2 separate regions of the Mus musculus genome follow, and region 2 is linked to region 1. A link is a contact called in public HiChIP or PLAC-seq data. All regions are on one chromosome and are shown on one strand. The core of a region is the stretch at or near the end of the contact, and the rest is flanking DNA. Distances in the headings are between cores, read along the strand shown. Region 1 overlaps Neil3 (nei like 3 (E. coli)). Region 2 holds the start of Spcs3 (signal peptidase complex subunit 3 homolog (S. cerevisiae)).

What was found. HiChIP or PLAC-seq counts read pairs in DNA pulled down with a chosen protein or histone mark.
Region 2: an H3K4me3 HiChIP or PLAC-seq map of bone marrow-derived macrophages shows a contact between it and region 1, with 4 times the contacts expected there. The contact joins the promoter of Spcs3 here to the enhancer-like site in region 1. A contact is called at or near these places in 2 of 39 promoter capture datasets (the 3T3-L1 cell line and liver), 2 of 115 datasets of contacts at active chromatin or transcription factors (astrocytes and bone marrow-derived macrophages) and 1 of 9 other capture datasets (adipose tissue).

Annotation. Positions count from the first base shown.
Region 1 is chr8:53,602,990-53,608,696 of GRCm38.p6, reverse strand. It overlaps Neil3 (nei like 3 (E. coli)), which reads left to right. Exons shown (of 10, transcript NM_146208.2): 5 at 1,295-1,369; 6 at 2,898-3,064. Among named protein-coding and RNA genes, the nearest start is that of Gm39181, 21 kb to the right of the region's middle. Within about 2 kb of position 3,561, at least 31 of the 459 cell types and tissues checked have an H3K27ac peak or open chromatin away from gene starts, as enhancers often do. A contact at or near this core is called in bone marrow-derived macrophages, where this site is marked.
Region 2 is chr8:54,527,656-54,533,362 of GRCm38.p6, reverse strand. Spcs3 (signal peptidase complex subunit 3 homolog (S. cerevisiae)) reads left to right here and starts at 3,365. Exons shown (of 5, transcript NM_029701.1): 1 at 3,365-3,600; 2 at 4,948-5,021. The coding sequence starts at 3,458.

The DNA.
Region 1 (5,707 bases), core at 2,312-4,811:
TTGTTTCTAACTTGTTTTTAAGAACTGTAAGGATCCATGCTGAAATGGGAATCTGTGCTGGAGCAACATAGTCTCTATAGAAAGTGGTTTCAACCTCTGTGTTGTGAGCCCTTTAGGGCTCAAATGACTCACAGGGTTACCTAAGGCCATCTTTAAATACAGATATTTATATTATGATTCATAACTAGCAAAATTACAGTTATGAACTATAAATGAAATAAAGTTGTGCTGGGGGTCTCAACAGAACGTGGGGACTTGGTCTTGTTTTTACCATTCCAACTGGGGAGACTTGTGCTCTTAGTTTTCCAGGAGGGAGAATTGGTAGAGGAATGTTAAGAGAATAGTGATGGACTGAGGAAGGTCCTAAGGCAGGAGACACTGGAAAGGCAGCATCCGTACATTTGTTTCTATGGGAGGAAATCTGCATTGAAGACTCTTATCCAGATTTCATACTGCTAACTCAATTCTAATGATACCAACTATTTCTACAAAATAAAGTATACTAAGGAAATTATTTTTACATAAGTCCACATATACCTCTTTGTCTTTTGCGAATAGTTTCTTCCTGGTTTTGATACAATCCAAATCACTAGTAGTTAAGTGGTAGAAGAAATCAGTTAATGACAATTTTAGGATAGTGTACTGGCTGGTTTTGTGTGTCAACTTGACACAGCTGGAGTTATCACAGAGAAAGGAGCTTCAGTTGGGGAAGCGCCTCCATGGGATCCAGCTGTGGGGCATTTTCTCAATTAGTGATCAAGGGGGAGGTCCCCTTGTGGGTGGTGCCATCTCTGGGCTGGTAGTCTTGGGTTCTATAAGGGAGCAGGCTGAGCAAGCCAGGGGAAGCAAGCCAGTAAGAAACATCCCTCCATGGCCTCTGCATCAGCTCCTGCTTCCAGACCTGCTTGAGTTCCAGTCCTGACTTCCTTTGGTGATGAACAGCAATGTGGGAAGTGTAAGCTGAATAAACCCTTTCCTCCCCAACTTGCTTCTTGGTCATGATGTTTGTGCAGGAATAGAAACCCTGAGTAAGACAGGTTCTGCTTTTTGACACTTTGAACAACTAAAATGAGCTTCTTAAAATGGAGTATGTTTTTTAGAACTGATCCAAGGCATGGGTGATGGCTTGCTTAGCATGTATGAGGCCCTAGTTTTGATGCCCAACATCAGAGCTAGAGAGTGGAAAGCAAAAAAATATTCAGGAGTTTTAAGTCTCTTGTTAATTCTCTTTAAGAGAACTAGCAGGTGAGGTTATAGTCGTGAATAAATTAGGAAACTATGCTTTCCCACTAAGGTGTGTCAACTATCAGACAAACAGGCCTGTCACCTTGTGAAGATGACTCGGGATTTCAGCATTCTCTTCTACAGGGTAAGAGCAAATATTTACAACCTTGTGCAATACCAGTGGTTTCCTTGTGTGCCTTTACCAGGGTGCTGAAGCTGTGTGTAGCCCTCTAGTGGTCAGAGTGCAGAGATTCACGGAGCAAGACTGACATCTGAATGGCAGGCACAATTAGTGTCTTAAAATTTGGAGTCAACTTGCCTCACTCTGAATGTATTTTGCTACAGTTACACCAAGTTGAATAACAGTTGTGTTGGTATTTTGCTTTGATTCTTGTTGTATTTGGATATATAAAACAAAGCATTTAGACAGACTTAAAACAGTTTAAATAGATGGGTTCATTTACATTTTGCCATTAGTTATGTGAACTTTAGGCTTTTTATATGTTTTTTTTTAATCTGTAATATGAAGTTATGTTTCTATATGTCCAACAAAAGCTGTTCTGAGGATGGCACAAGTTCTCATTAACATGTTAGTTAGCAAACAGTATAATATTCTTATAGACCTCCGTAAAAGTGCTTCATCTTTTAATCGATGGATGATAACTAATCTTGTTTTCCCACCACAATCTGTTTTCTATGTTCAGAATTTTTACTATGCTCAGAAATGAAGGTATTAAAATTGTTTTCCCTAATTGACCTAAAGTGTTAATGATCCTCTTACAGGATAGAACTGCCTTCAGTAATAATGGCCATTTTATAATGACCTGTGCCCATTTGTCCATCCAGAGAAAAATGACTATAGAAAACAGTGCATTCTGCCTACATCAAATTGGGCATTTCACTACCTTGCTTACATTAATATATATTGTTTGTGTAATTTCAGCCCACATATAGTCCTATTTCTGAGCTTTTAAATTTTCACACTGTTGGTGGAAACCAAAAATACTGTCTTTGTCGGTGCTTTAAAAAGTGTGTGTATAGAATAAAACTATAGCAGAAAAATGAAAGTGTCTCTTAAAATGAAGCTGATACCAAACAGAACATTTCTTTGTTAGGATGTATTTGAGTTTTTATTTTCTTTCTAGCAAATCTCTAGAGTTAAGAAAAAAAAAAAAAAAAAGGCCCTTTATCAGGCCAACAAAGAAAATGCTCTCGTTAAATTTTATCCCCTAAAAATAAGTTTTTTGGCCGTTGAATCTGAGAGAGCAGCTTCCTCGTTCTAAAAGCAATCAGATTTGAAGCTAATCTAGCCCTTTTCTTGCAACCATGTAATTATGTTTAATTAAGGAAGCCTTAAAAGCATAAAAGACATTTTAAAATATAGAACTTTTATATATCATTTAGATAAGAGGATACAGCAGGGAACAGTTTGGAATACTAATAAGTTAAAACATAATGACTCTATTATTTCATACAAACCTTATTTGATAGACATTACTGGATTTTGTCAATACTTTTTACTATATTATATGGAAAGTTATATGGAACAATGTGCAAATTCTTGACATTTTTGGAGATGACTTGATATCCTCATATGCCTTTGTCTCTTATAACAACAGTTTTGAGCATAACATCATAATTCTATTTATTTGTTTATTTATTTATTTTTTCAGTGCTGTAAAGCAGGATCTGCCATTTCTAAACACTGTAAGGTTTACAAGCGTCCTAACTGTGATCAGTGCCACAGCAAAATTACTGTGTGTCGCTTTGGGGAGAACAGCAGGATGACATATTTCTGTCCTCACTGTCAGAAAGAAAACCCTCAATGTGTTCAAGTATGGTAAGATGTCTGACTGAGACTCTCTTTCTTAGCAGCTAATAGGCAGAGCATGTATCTGAAGGACTGACTACCGGCTAGCGGTTGCACATAGCACAGAACCCTGAAACTGAAATCACCCATAAGAACCAGTGCAGATGAATGAGTGAATATAGTTATCAGCTCAAGAGTCAGGCATTAGAACGAGAAGCAGAATCATTAGCTTTTAAAGTTGATAGGAATTGTCACAGATCTAATTTGTAGGATGCTGCAAAACCCCAAAACCCAAATATTAGAAATACCGACTTTGGGAAAGCTGAGATAGAAGGGGGAAGATTTTTGCGTGATGTGGTAGGAGACTGTTCAGGAAGGACCAAGGTGGGTAATGGCCGAGAGTTACCAGCAAGGTAGTTGTAGGTGAAGCCTAAAATGCTCAGCTCGCTGAGAATAGGTGAAGCAGACCAGAGGTGACCGATTGCTTTTGAGTAGGAGGAAACAAAATGGTGTGGTTGAGAAGAGGAAGGAAGTAGGCCTTGCTGAGCTGCGCAAGACCAGAGGAGGAGGGTAGGCCATTGTATCTGTGGAGAAACAGAGGCATGACTTGCATTTTCATAAATGTGTCCGCATCCACTCACTTTTCTCCCAGTGTTCTGTTTCTGTGAAACTCTCACTCTGGCTCACAACTTTAAATAGTTTTATATCCTCCTCCCATCAGCTGTTAGTATCACATAATAGGAAATAGTAGACAATTAACTATTTTTTGTTTTATGGGTTTCTGGTTTTATTTTTCATAACAAGACTACTTTTCTAACTACTTTATTTGACTCTGTGCACGTAACACAGTACCAAGCACACTGAAGATCTTCCGTCTATTTGCCTATTAAATACGTGATTAATGCTCTGTGTTTTCCAGCATCTGTATTATTTTTGCAGCATTGGAGATTAAAGTTTTCCATTTTCTTCCAAGTAGTCAAGTAAATGGCATTTAATCATAGAAACAGAATTCCAAGGGGTTTTAGAAATGAGGTTTTAAAGACTCACAGAGTTCTGAAAGAGATTTCGATTTAACTGTGAGCTGGGATGCACTAGAAGTGTTGGGGAGCTTGTAATCCCTCTCCTCTAACCCACCCCGATTCTGTTTTATATGCTGGCTTTCAGTTTAAGGTGTTGCAGAACCGTTCAAACATTGAAAAACAAGGCAGATATAATTTCTAAAATTTTAAAACTAACACTACTTCCCCTATTTTAGACATGTCTGTGAATAAATATATTCTCTATTTCTGTTCAATATCTGAGCACTTTTTATATTAACTATTTTTTTTGTTGTTTTGTTTTAATTTACAGTTATTTCAAGGGTTAGGGTTAGATCTTCATGGTAGCATACTTACCTAGCAAGGCTTCAGTCTAGTTTTCAATGAGAGAGAGAGAGAGAGAGAGAGAGAGAGAGAGAGAGAGAGAGAGAGAGAGAGAGAGAGAGAAAGCTTAAAAGCCTCAGAAGCCCCCAAAACACTGATCTAAATCTACACACAAAAATCTCCCAACTCCCTTAACTGTCATGAATCCTTCCAAAATGTTTAAATATTTGGTGATCACATCCCCTTTCTAAGTGCCTATATAATTGATTGTTAGCTCTTAATACATAGCAAGCATAAGCTACATATGAGAATACTACTGCTGTGTTTGGTGACGCTGCCTCTTTTATAGTCTTACACAGTCTTTAAAGATAATTTTTATGATGTATTATTATTTGCCCAGCTGGGAAGTAGGAACATACATGGTTAAGCAGAGTGGTAGAGGTGTGGTAAAGGGCAGGATTCAATGATAAGGGAGCTATGGAGACGGAAGAAGAGCTGTCTAGGATGGACAAGATCATCTTTCTAAGCTTAGTGTGGATGATTGCAGGCTAATGAGAACTTAGTGCTGTTTAGAAGGCAGTTCTTACTGTGGGCTTCACGTGCACGGATATTTGAAGTGCTGGACTTGAAGGTATTTGGAAGACTTAAAGAAACACTTAGTAAGTACTAAGTCTTAGAGAAAACGTAGTATTGATAAAATAAGCTTCTTTGGGGAAGAGCCATTGATCTCAGTTGTCATCTATGAAACACAGACTAAAGGGATCATATAGTCAAATACGTATTGAGGTAGTTTGTAGACTTTATAGAAAAGCTAGAGAAACTGGAGCCTCAGGAACTGAACTGGAAGCTGTGCGGGTAAACCAGATTACCAGCACTGCTGTTGTGGCCCCAGCAGGCAGTTGGTCTGATTGCTTCCACATCCGGCCTTTTTCACCTCACAGTCAGAAGCAGGAAATTCTCTAGAAGCAGCTTAGAATTTGTTGATGGACTGGATGTAAGATGTCAGGACATGCTATGATCAAGTCTAGAGCTTTGTCCTGTTAAGCTGAGAAAATGGTGATACCCTTTGCTGAAACCAAGTGGCAGAGTTACAGACGAGGGGACCATGGATTTTGTTTGTATTATTGTCATCTGGGTTCTATGGCAATCTGGCTTATACCACCCTTTAGGATAAAGCAGAAGAAAGATCTTTACTCAAGTTGGGATGCTGGAAGCTTGAGTAATATCTTCAAACCAACACAACGTGCTCACATGTCTGTCTTCCTTCTGAAGGTCCTAGGGCATGATCCATCCCTTGCTTCTTTGGACCTCT
Region 2 (5,707 bases), core at 2,116-4,615, 920 kb before region 1:
CCATTTAGTTGTTATTACACTGAATCATCTAAAAAAGTGCTATTAATTATTGAAACCATTAACTCCTTTGCAACTTTAGGCAGCAGTGCCAGCTATAAACCAATATTTCTCATTTTTATGATCTCTACTAATCAGGCAGATTAGTCAGCATCTGAAAATTCAAAAAGGAGATGGCAAGATGACTGGAAAATGGCCAACATATAAAAACAAATGTTAAAAGACTGATAATGATATACAAATTACAAAGCAAACATACATCCATCTCTCCTTTCTTCCTAAGTAATATGTCATATAAATATTCTGTCTTTTTACATCAATGAACATGCTTTGATCCCACCTCATTTTCATTTTGTCAAAAATCCACTGGATGTTTAAATTATGTGATACATTAATCGAGGACATTCGATTAACTAGAGTTATCAAACCCAGCAATTATACTGTTCACTCTTAGGGTGGCTTCCTCTGCTGACATTGTCTATGAAAACAATCCTTGTTCAGCTCATATTTAGTGGGTCATGTGGTAAGACTTTATGATGAAGGGTGAAGACTACACTTGTGGGCTTAAGGACAAATACTTATGGATTGTTAAGGATTATTATGGTTTACTAAAATAGTGGGTATTGATCCATCTCTAATATCTATAACTCACTAGCACTGGGTAGTTAGCTAGCTTTCCAGTACCATAGCTTCCCTCCTGTTGAGAGGCTCTTAAACCCAATTAAAAGGCCAGTGGTTATGCTAAGCCAATCAGGCCACTACTACACCCCTTTAGGGTTATTGTGCCATGCCATGCAGTTCATTGATGTGGTTCATAGATGCCATTGCTTGGTAGGACTTTGGTTGCTTTTTCCTGTTGAAAGTCAACCAAGGGCACCAGTAATAGGTTGTATGCCTGGGGAAAACCCTGGCCAACAATTCAAAAAATGCTTTCTCATGTACTGGGTTTTGTGTTAAGTGGTCTTTGGATCCTAGAGGGAGCATTTTCAGCCCAGAGGAGAAAAGTTCATCAAATCTATATATGTATTTTTATACAATGAATTACATGCATAATAGATCATTTTAGGTAAATAGTTAACAGTATGATTTCCTTTGGCTTTTTTAGAAATCCTTTTTGTTTTTCTTGTCTTCCTCCCTTCTTGCATTTACCCCTTTTCCTTCCCTGGAGAAGTGACCTTTACCCTTCCCCTATCAGATCACTGTACTCTGCCTTTCCTCTTTAACATCCTCCCACCTTCTGTATACATCTCCCTCTCTCCCTAAGAACCCCTCTTCCCAGTTCCCTGATCAGATTACTTGTACCCTGCTAGCCCTCTCTCTATTGCTCCCCAACTCCCCAGCCTTTTAATGCTCCTATTTTGCTTTCTTGGTTTCTACAAGCTATGCATTTACATTGGAAAATTTGGAACTAGGAGCATCCAATGAGAAACAACAACAACAACAACAACAAAAACATGTGAAGTTTCTCTTTCAGAGTCTGGGTTACCTTCCTCGGTATGATGTTTTCTAGTTGCATCACTATGTGCAAAGTTCATGATTTCATTTTTCTCTACAGTATTCACAGACAGGTTTTCTATAATTGTTGAGGTATGGCCATTTGCTTGTATTGTAATGCTAAGTGTGGGTCCCCAAGACTTGGAGAAGAGGGAGTCTAAACCTAGTGAGCTGTGTGACCTTGCCCCCAAGTTATTTCATTGGTGAATAAAGATACTGACAGCCAATAGCTGGGCAGAAGAGACATAAGCAGGTTTTATGGTTCTCGGGCTCTGGGGGAGGGGGTGTTGTTGTTGTTGGGAGAAGCACAAGCAGAGAGAAGAGGAAAGGAGGAAGAGAAAGTTAACAAGGGTTAGGAGTCATGGCCCTGTGGGCTTGGAGTTACAAGCAGCCCACATGAAACATAGTAAGTAAAAACTCTGGGTTATTGATAGGAAAGTAGATTCTAATACCACAGAGGATGGATATCTGCCCAGCTTTTATGCTGCTTAGAGTTTAATATACATATAAAGGTTGTGTGTGTCTTTTTATCCAGGAACTGAATGATCAAAGGTGGGGTTAAGACCCCAATTGAGATTAAATATCTCCACAGCATCCAACAGGCCATTACTTTCCCAGGTACACTTCAGTCTTTTGTTTCACAGGTACTTCTTTACCTACTGGGAACAGATTATTGGGTGTGTCTTACATATACCTCTAAGTGTTCAGTATATTTCATAGCATGTATCCTGGCACTCATCATCTGTAACAAGAGGCATCCTTTCTCTAAGTTACTCTATAGTAATAATACTAGGTAGTGTGTGGGTTGATTTGTTCTGTCTCACCACATACATGGCTTCCTCATTTTGTCTCTAGCACTATGTAGCATCCCTCAGTATTTATACCTGTTTTATAATTTAAGCTGCTGCTTTGATTTTGATAACTTTACTCAGTTATAAACCTCAGTAGGGTTTATACAAAGTGATCAATATACTTTTGTGTCTCACTTGCAGCACAGTAACTATTTATTAAAACCTTCCTTCACTGAATACAGTGTGGCTACCCGAGAGATTGAATAACCAAGGTTTTAAACACATCTAAAGACCACTCTGACTATAACTGCTACATATTTCATTTATTGGCTCTATTCTATTTGAGCCAGGGTCTATTCTGTTACACTCTCCATTCGAGGCCTAGAATATGCACTAGGCAATTCTTAATGATCCTGCCTGTATGCTGTATGAAAATTAATTGCATGGTAATGACTGAGAGGAGTTTAATCAATATCAGTTTCTCATTAACACCGTTTCATGGTTTACAGCAGCTGTTGTACAACAACCTATTTTGGATAAGTGGAAATATTTGGGATTGTGGTATAAAACACGTAACTTAAGTAGAGGTTCGGTTCTCTGTTGAAAGCAAAGCAACAGGGATTTGACTAATTGTCTAGTGCGAAGGCTGCATACCAACACTGGTGTCCCTGACTGCTATTTAGGTGCCTGATTGATTTCATTTTTCCTCCTTTCCAAAAATGTCCAACTTTACCAGCTTTGATAGAGGTGAGCTGGGACCACGCGTTTTGAAAAGTGACTACCACAGAACAGTTAAGGGGCCGCTGTCCCTATAAACTTAACTGAAGGTCAACTCGCAAAATGCTACTTCCCTACCAAGCCACAGAGGCCATGGAACAACTGAGCAGTGGAGGAGGCGGGTCTCCCCCCACACCCCCGTGGCAAAGCCCAACCCCCGTGCTCTTTGATGATTGGCGGATTCACTGAAAGCACCGCCTTCCGGCGCGTGCACGGCCGCCCAGTGGGTGGGACCCAGAGGGTGTGGGAGCGTGCGCGCTCCCGTCGGAGGACCGGAAAGGGGGCGGGGCGGGACGTGCGCACCCGATGCGCGGGTGGGCGGGGACTGGTCGGCCGCGGGAAGCAGAGCCTGAAGTGCGAGTGTGGGAGCCGGGGCCCGGGAGGGAAAGGTCGCCACGATGAACACCGTCCTGTCGCGCGCGAACTCCCTGTTCGCCTTCTCGCTGAGCGTGATGGCGGCGCTCACCTTCGGCTGCTTCATCACCACCGCCTTCAAAGACAGGAGCGTCCCAGTGCGGCTGCACGTCTCGCGGATCATGCTGTGAGTGCGGCCGGCCGGCCGGCCCCGCCCGGGGCTGTGTGCGCGGTCCCCGAGGGCTTCGCCGCGGGCCGTCCACTCCGCGGACGCGCGTCCCGGGGCCCTCAGACCCCAGCCCTGCGCGGTCGTCTCCCGAGTGGCCTGGGTCAGCGCTCCCCTTCCTTCCTGTTCTGCACGTCCCTCACCCACCCGGGCCAATGAGGGAGCAACACAACAGCACACCCACACCCGCGCTTCCGCCCGGCGCCTCCCCGCCTGCAAGCGCGCGTGGGGACCTCAGCCAGTCCCCAGTCCCCCCTGGCCTGGGTGTCCATCCAGGCGCCTCGGTGGGTGGCTCTGGTGTCACGTCCAGCCCCAGTTGGTTCTCTTTGACAGTCCCTGAAGACGTCTGTCTGTCCCTCGTGGACACACTACTTGGCAGCTGCTGCCTTGAAGTTAGGATGTGCAGGATGCACAGGGGCGGTTTAAACATCCCAGTTTCTTGTTATTTTTAACGTCATTCTTTAGCCAGCAACCTGAATAAGTCTTAGGAGACATTAAAAATAGAATTTCGAAATGACTGTTCTTTTCCCGTACTGCCTGTTTTATTTATAGCATTTCCCTCCATTTTTCTGGCACTTTTATCTTTCACGCAGTGGTTTTAATTCCTGTATGCTCTGTGTGAACTGTCCTCTACAATCTGCCCGTTCTTTTAGCCTTGGTTTACTAATTTGTTTGTCAGAATCACCAGTAAGTGTCTCCTCTTACTACTGCTGCTGCTTTTGATTTTTCATTTTTATCCCCAACACTTTTTGTTAGGTACTATTGGTGATTTAAATAGACGTAGCTTAGATACCGGCCCTGCCATCACCTTCTGTGGTGACCTAGATAAACTTGAAACATATTAAACATTGTGATCTTAAACAGGTTTCTTGCAGTCGCAGGTGTTAACATTTGTTGTAAGTGAAGAAAGTCACTGGAAGGATTGTTGTATGGATTTCAGATAATTGTGGAAAGTGCATGTTGGCTCTGACATATGGCATGTGCTTATAATCAGGTGCTGCGTTCCAGATTATCTTGTGGCCTGCTCCGCATAAAGTATTTGTGTTTCCGTTTTTCTTTTTAGTTTTATTTTTTTCTCTTCCCTTGTGTTCTCTCAGGGCTCCTCGTTAGGCAGATGAAAACCACTGACTGCCTTCTCTTGTATTGAATTATAATATTTATTTTCAGACAAAAGCTTACTCTTAAGTTTACGATTTCGCTGTTAAACTTGGGTGTGACTTCTGCACACAAGGAGCCCTTCCTGTTTCAAGTTGTGTACGTTTAGTGTGATACTGTGAGGGATGGTAAAACTTTTATCTTTACTTCTAGAAAAAATGTAGAAGACTTCACGGGCCCTAGAGAAAGAAGTGACCTGGGATTCATCACATTTGATATAACAGCTGATATCCTTCAAGAAAGCCTGGCATTGCCTTTTCTGTACATTTGAAATGAGATGCGAGTGTAGGAGAAGGGGAAGAGGGAGTATGACTCCACCCCAGCCTGGGAGTCATGTGCGTATATCTTAAGTCTTCGTTTAAACAGCAAGTTGAAGGTAGGAAAGAAAAGATACAGTTAAATCATTTTGGTTAGAGAAGGAAAAACTCGCCAGAGCTCAGCCTGCCCAGAAATAGCCTGTTTTCAATCTCAAATAATCTCTCATCTCTTAGGAGAGAAAACAAACAAACACCTCCTATGTTTCAAAGGACGTTGCATCTGCAGTGGTTTGTTCAGAGGGCCACTGATGACAACTTATGTCAGCGTTTTATCACCTGTCTGTCTGGTCAGATGGAGCCTAATGAAGCTTCTTTGATCAGCCAGGATGAGTTATTTTCTCTTTATCTTGTGTCTCTGTCTTCACCAGATTGACGTCTCGGCAACCTTAGTCTCCTTTAGGGCCACAGGTTGTAATCCTGGCAGTGTATCATCATCATTATTATTATTAATCATTGGTTAAGGAGACTGTTGTATAAAGCAGCTGACCAAAGCATATGTCTGACTGGTTTACCAGCTGTTCTTCCTTAAACTATTTGCAGTTTTTAATTAAGCAAATTATTGGATTCAGGTATAAAGTAGGAATTAGTTTAAAATG